Linked DNA regions of Drosophila melanogaster: region 1 is linked to region 2. The links are chromatin contacts, called in public Hi-C maps. All regions are on one chromosome and are shown on one strand. The core of a region is the stretch at or near the end of the contact, and the rest is flanking DNA. Distances in the headings are between cores, read along the strand shown. Region 1 holds the start of ex (expanded). Region 2 holds the start of spen (split ends).

Evidence for each region. A called contact is a pair of places that touch in the nucleus more often than the background predicts.
Region 1: a Hi-C map of the Kc167 cell line shows a contact between it and region 2, with 4 times the contacts expected there. The contact joins the promoter of ex here to the promoter of spen in region 2. A contact is called at or near these places in 6 of 107 Hi-C or Micro-C datasets (the Kc167 cell line, the S2 cell line, eye imaginal disc and 1 more).

Annotation. Positions count from the first base shown.
Region 1 is chr2L:429,363-433,170 of dm6, reverse strand. ex (expanded) reads right to left here and starts at 1,944. Exons shown (of 6, transcript NM_057492.4): 1 at 1,054-1,944.
Region 2 is chr2L:157,428-160,942 of dm6, reverse strand. spen (split ends) reads right to left here and starts at 1,911. Exons shown (of 11, transcript NM_079979.5): 1 at 1,124-1,911. CG33635 reads left to right here and starts at 2,279. Exons shown (of 2, transcript NM_001032044.2): 1 at 2,279-2,507; 2 at 2,568-3,107. The coding sequence starts at 2,340. The coding sequence ends at 2,999. CG3436 reads right to left here. Exons shown (of 3, transcript NM_001298614.1): 3 at 3,277-3,515. The coding sequence ends at 3,402.

The sequences.
Region 1 (3,808 bases), core at 695-3,194, 270 kb before region 2:
TGAGTTTGTATGATCATTGCTGTTGCTGTTGTCAGCTTCAATGCAAAAGCCCATTGCCTGAGGTCAAGTGTGATGTGGAGATCAAGAGATACGCACGGAGATGGAGATGTAGACGTCAGTGCTCAATCGAAAAAACCACAAGCGAACTAAAACTACGATCCGGGGAATACATGTGTACTTGCCGAGATATAGATACGTCTGTCCGCAGATACAGTTACCCATATGTATATGATTGCCTGGTGGCAAAATCGTTTAACGATTAGCGTTTAACCGCTTAAAGCTTATCGACTGATACCCAAAGCGTGTGTTTTCACCCGTTTGTTTATCTTTCGCTGATTTACATTCAAGATGTCTGATTGCCAAGCGGTTTCTGATTTCAGCAATTGTTCCAGGGATCCCGATGGACGGTTGAAATTCCAAACCCGGGAATAACAATAGAACTCTGTGGAGCTTCCATTTTCACTTAATTGCATCGCCGTCGATCGTTCTGACAACCGTTTAAGTCGCCTATTAGCCATAGAACCTATCAAATTGACTAGCTCACTTGGAAATTGGATCCCGAGATAAGTGAAACCCTGTGCAAAGATACTTTAGGGCCGCATAGAAAATGTCAAAAAAAATTAATTAAATGTGACCGGTATTTAAAAAGTCGGTCAGGCCTACTATATAACTACATATGTATGCACATGTGAATGTACATATATATTTGACACAATAGTACTCTAAACAGCTTCCCCATTTCAATATACCCTCCGTAGAGTGTCAAGTTTGACTGACATTTGATATTCCATGGCCCGAAATGGGTTAATTGCACAATTCGCTGAATTTTTGACTCTTAGCGGGACGCAAAAAAAAAAATTTAAAGAAAAAAGCTGGCGACAACAACGAAATGTTAAACAATCGTTGGACGTTGGCGATTTTATGGTTGACAGATAAGAAATTTGCTGGCATTTGTTTTGTTTGCCGTTTTCAGGGAGTCATTAAAATTCCGGGGAAATGGCCCCATATGGGTACACCACTCTATATCTGCACGTGTATCTGTCCTTTTCTTACCTTAAGCCGCTGCAGAAGTCGGCATTGTTAATGCTGTATCTGTATCTGCTTCTGTTTCGGTTTCGCGTAATCCACAATAACTGGCTTTTTAATTTTGGTTTGGTAGTTTTGTTTAACTAAAGCTCACTCTTCGTGCACTCTTAAAACCGATCTATTGATTTGGCTATCGATAAGTGCCTAACAGTAAAATTTTCGTTTCGTTGTTGTTACTTTCTGACCTCTTCCACTTCCACGACGCGCGCTGCGACTGCGCAGTCAACAGCGATCGGGTCGCATTCCAGCGTCGCACATACTTTAATCAAAACTCACTAACACCAGAACAATTGCACACGCGGGCGAGCGCAACTGAGAGTATCTGTGTGCGTGGAGTCGTTGTTGTTGCGCGAAAGAATGCCGTTTGCTGGGTTGTTGTTTTTGCTGTTGCTGACTGCTTTATTTGTTGTAGTTGTAGTTTCCAGTGGGCAGTTGTTGTTGCGGCTGAATTTTTTCTTTTTGACCAGCACCAACTTTTCGGAGTTGACTTCAGCTTTTTTACACTACTAGTCGTAGATATTTTCGTGGTTTTAAGGCGCGTTTTCCCAAAATCAGAACTAGTTGCACCAACACCAACAAAAATCACTTTTGTAATTGAGGCGAGTGCGAAAACGAAGCGCGCTGTTTTTGTTTCAGTGAAAACCGAACTTCACTTTAAGCAACTGAATCTGTGTAGCTCTGTGTGTGTCTGGGCGATCTGGTGTGCGTGCGGTGTGCATTTAAGATCTGAAGAACAACTTTTCCGAATGTTAGGTCTCGAATAAATTCATTAAACCGAATTTATATTTCCCAGTGGAAAGCACATGCTTTGCTGTCCCGACGATCTGTTCGGTTACCGTTGACGTTTAGCGATATACTGATTTTGCCCCTGCTCAGCGAAACCGAACACAACGAAGATCGAGTCGAGATTTCGTTAAAACTTAACGAAGCCGCGTTTAACGAAAAGAGAGCCCAAGAGAGAATTCGAATTCGAAAGAAGCGCACACAGCGATACACAAACCCGATGGCAACAACAACAACGGCTACGAAAATGTAAATAGCAATAAGCAATAAAAGAAAAACAAACTTCAAAGGAGAATCCCAGTAGCCAACTACATAGTGTGTGCGTCCGTGTGAGTAGTGGAATTCCAATGGCTTATCTCGCGAGACGACGATTCCGATTCTCAAGGGCTTAAAGGATACCCTGTTAGGATAGCAGATTTAAGTAAAATGCATATGAGAATTTTAACAAAGGTACCTTTCTTTCTAATTCTGCTTTTTATCACATGCTATCTTGTAGTTTACATTGTATATTACAATTACATTATGAGTTCTATCTTTTGGCATTCACTTTTTGCCAAACTATGGCGGAAGCCTATTGGATTCAAATCTAGCTTTCAGTATCCCTGCGCTAGCCATCGATGCGACTATCTTATAAATAAACTCTCTGGGCAAAACTCCAGATACAGATGCACTGGACGAGGGAGAATCGGAATCGGAACTTGAGGGTCTGAAGACTCTGCCTCTATCGGCGTCCTCTGCTGCTACGATATCGTCACTTGGGCGCATTCCTCAGCATAATGTGAGCTTGATTTGCTGGATTCTTTTTGCTCCCTCTTCCCTCTTTTTCTCTTCTTTAGATTTCCTCCTTTTCATTTCCCCTCCTCCACCTCTTCAACCATCATTTGCTTCAAATATGCGGCATACACACGCCCCACGAAAGGGCGGGGATCAGTGTAAGCCAAGTAAGGTTTTAACCAGTTCGTCCAAGGGGCTACTTAGAAAAATCCACAGAAAACAAAATTTAGATTATATGGAAAAAAGTCTAAATGATATAAAAATCGTAACTAAACACAACCAAAAGACTATATAATGATGATCGAAGTTGTGCCCCGGTGCCAAACCCTCGCTACGCCCCTGAAGACCCGGCCAAAAGTCGAAGACTCAGAATTGGAGAGTCAAGGGGTCGGGGTCGGGTCGTCTTGCCATGGACATAACTTGTTGACTGAAGTCAGGGAAGTGGTGGGGCAGGGGTAGAAATTGGGCGAGACATTCCGGTGAGGCGGGGTTTCGATGGGAACAACTCGCACAGCCTTTGATTTCTTTGAGTGTACTTTGCGTTGTGGTGTCTGCTATACCCTGTTTGGGATACAACGGGAAGAATTAAAAAAGGTTTGTAGGTTTCAAAAAAAGTACATGCCACTCCTGGGACAAATTTTGAAAATTTCTCTATTGACAAGCCTATGGTGTAAGGGAATTTGAGTAAAGGTAGTTTGTTACCCACCGGATCAGTCTGACTACAAGAGATCTAGAGTACTTCCATCTTCGACTTGAAGCCCAAGCTTTTCATTCTTGTTTTTTTTTTTTGTTTTGTGGCTGTTCGTTATTCTTTCGTCTTTGGTCGATCGCTTGGTCGCTGGTTCTCTAAGACCGGTTGTTGTTGTTGCTGTAAGCAGCCTTTTGGGAACTACGTTCTTGGTCAATATCGTGTAGATATACATACGTTCTATATCTGTGCTTGTGTGTGTGCGAGGTTTGGAGCCTGGTCGAGGCCGAAGTTTTGAGCGAGGAGAGTGAAAAAATAAAAAAAGAACGGCCAAAAATGTTTTATGCAATTCCTTGAAGTCGATTTCAGTCTCCAGTCTCCCGGTCCAGAGAATCGCTTTTGCGGAATTGGCGCGCATTTCTGGCCTTTTTTTTTGGCAAAGTGATCTTTCAGCCAAGAGCAGCTGCCATTGATCCT
Region 2 (3,515 bases), core at 662-3,161:
TGAATCGATTTTTCAAACGACACGACAATTTCTCTCCTGTTGTCTCGCTCTGACGCCCGCAACAATGGCTGCCCCGTACCCATTGCTCCCTTGCGTTGTTCGTTTTTGTAGTTTGGAGTCCGCGCACACACGCAGTATTTATATTTATATATACGGGTTATATATAGTCGCCATGTTACTTTTTCGAACGTTGGGGGAGCTGTCAGCCTGGATTTTTCGCTACAAATTTCCAACGTCTCTCACTGCCGCTGCTTCTGCCGACGTTGCACGTCATCCGTTTTAGTATGTATGTGTGCTTTGAATTTCTGATGAAATTCTTTGCTTTCGAGTTAATTGCTGCCCGCCGTCGGCAGCAAAAAGCCTCTGCCTCGGTCACTGCCTCTGCCGGCGTCACTACCGCAGAGCTCACTTTTTTGTTGTGCCAATTTTCTTTGTACTGGTGTTCTACCAACTGCTTTAGACCGCCCGAAGAAGAGGAAGAAAGTTTTGCTCTGTACAGAATATTTTCTGGGAGTAATGGACGATTTCGAACGACATGTCTAACCTGACTTTTGTCCGAAATCAGCTAATGCTTATTAAAAGTATTGTGCTCCTTGCTAAAAAAATTATAAATATATCTTACAAAAACACTATATATCTTACTATATTAGAAAATTCTGAAACCACTTTTATTTGGATTGTTTGTTTATATGGTATTTTAGTTGATAAATTATGACGTTTTTTGGTACGGGCATATTTTCCTTTAATTAGACATTTCATTGTGCTAATTTTTCTTTTATTGGACATTTAGTTATGCACTTATTTAAACACATACCCAAATTTCAAAATACATGGGCTTTTATTGGGTTATCACATTATTTCCGTGAATGGATTATTTGCTCCATTTATGTGGATTTTCAATCGAGTGATCCATTCTTACCATTTGCGTTGAGAGCTGAAATACAGATAATGAATACGTTATTTATACGATATACTTCTTTGAATTATAACACTAGCTATCTTTCCATGAACAAAATTCTATAAACTCTTTTTTAGAAACCCAAAAATACGTGCTTAGTTCTAAAAATATAATAAATATGCTTTTATTATAATTTGCTACAAATCATATTTATTCAAGACTTACACCATTGGAGCTGCTTTCCTTGGCCGATCATGGAAGAATCCTTTTTCGCTGCCTCAGTAAATTAAATTATTGTGAACTCGGTTTGGACTTTATTCGAAACTGACGCATTGTACACGTTATATTTCGAGGCAAAGGTTTTGCTATGCTCTTTCGATAATTTCCAAAAATGGTATCGACGCGACCGTTGAGTTTTGCCTTTTCTGCGTGTCGAACCGAAATAACCGAACCGAGTCCAAATGTACCGATTTGATTTTATTTAACACTCGGTGTATTTTACGTTATTTTTCCATGTAATTTATTCACTCTGGGTTATGAGGTGACTTTTTATTCGGCAAAAGGCATCACAAATTTAAATGGAAAACAATAAAAAAATTTAATTTTTATCATTCAGTAGGCTTTTCTCGTTGATCAATTTACTTTTGCCTGTTTTTTCTTGTATTTTACTGTATTTCGATTAACGCTTGCAATATTCCTCTCGCTGATGATGCTGATGTTGTTGCTGCATCTGCTTTCGTATTGGTGAATTAATGCATTTTCGCACACAAAACCACTCGCGCACACACACACTCAGATATATAGCAGCCGCTGCTCACACAAACACACTCAGAATGGGGAAGGGGTGGTGGCACTTGCCTTTTCAGATAATAACAATTTATTTTCGCTGTGTGTGTTTTGGCGGCGTTTTGTTTAATCGCTCGCCGCCGTTGTTGTTGTACTGCTTTTTTTTTAGCTCGCTGCAAACGACGCGCGCGGTCCGTTCACTCCAAAAATTTTCAAAACAATGTGACCGTTAGTGATGCTCTTGTGTGACCGACACAATGTGGTCGCAGCAGTGTCCTATGAAAATACACACACCCTAAGTTAATACCAAAAATATACTAAACATTTATTTTGTCCAGCACCCAAACCATTAACATCAGTTTTTCAACAGAACTATGTTAAGCGCAGGTGTTAACTTATATTTATTTTATAAGTGGACTTTGTTGTCCTGAAACTTAATCATCACCAGAATCATTATCATGCTCTCTAGCTTTATTTCTCGTTTAACTTATGAAAACCACAAATATCAAAGACCAACATAACATAGCTTTACACCGGAAAAGTATAGTAGATAGTATAGCCAAGGAGTCAGCTCTAGCTGTGTTGGTTATCGTTATCGCGGCTAGCAGCTTGTTTTGTTTTGCTTACACGACAAATAAATAAATATAAAAGAAGTATGAGTAATTTAAAATCGGACCTGGATGAATACTTGCTACTGCAGAGTGATCAGAAGAAACCAAGTTTCAACGTCAAGTTGCCACAGCTGAAAGTTCCATTTTTCTCCAGCTCCGACCCAGAAGCAAATAGTTTTCTGAAAGATAGCGACTCATGTTTTCCAAAATTGGTGGGTTTATCAATCTCTGGTGTGTTCAGAATGTGCTAATTTAAAATTGAACTTTTCTAGTCTCGCCTGCAGCGAATCGTGGGCTTCGTGGCCTGTTTAGGAATGGGCGCATTGTGCATGACCCTTTCCACGTTCTACATTCCCTTCCTAATATTGAAGGCCAGAAAGTTTGCCTTGCTCTACACCCTTGGCAGCCTCTTTTTCATTTTGAGCTTTTGCTTTCTCTCCGGATTTGGATCCTTTTTAAAGCAAATGTTTTCCAAACCAAGACTGCTCACCTCGCTTTCATATAGTTCCTGTTTGATTTTAACCTTATACTGCGCCTTGGTGGCCAAAAGCACCGCATTTACAGTCCTTTTTGCAGTGGCGCAAATAATTGCATTGCTCTTTATGGTCCTGGGCACTGTCCCTGGGGGAGCTACGGGGCTCAAGTTCTTCGGACAACTCTTCAAGAACACCGTTTCCGCTTCAACAAGTGTACTGCCTGTATGAAGGAGGGGAAATCTGGAAAATGAGCTCCACCACCGCAGCAATAAAAGTAACTTATTAACTCATTGATAAATCTAAAATAAAACTTATTTGTGATACCACGCGCCTCCCAACTGTACGATATCAACTGTATAGATATTTATTCGTAGGGCTTATTTAAAATGCGTTCTTACTATAATTTCATCATCATTTTCAGGTATTCGAAGAAAGGCCAGTTCTGCACGTTGAAATTGTAATAGTAATTGTATATAAAGACAAAACTGGAGTGTAATGCATATTTCGTCTACACATTTTATACTTTATTGACTTCCACCTAGCGAATTCAGATAATTTGTGCACAACAAACTAATCTAAGAAGTAACGTGGGTTTCAATAATCGCTTTCGCTCTTACTATTCAAAATTGGTCATTCATCGATCTCTCCCAGATACAAAGTCTTATCGCTGGATCCAGATAGAATCAGGGGTTCTTTTGGGCTGAAATCCACGGCATTGACACTGCCATTGTGTCCGGGCAGCTT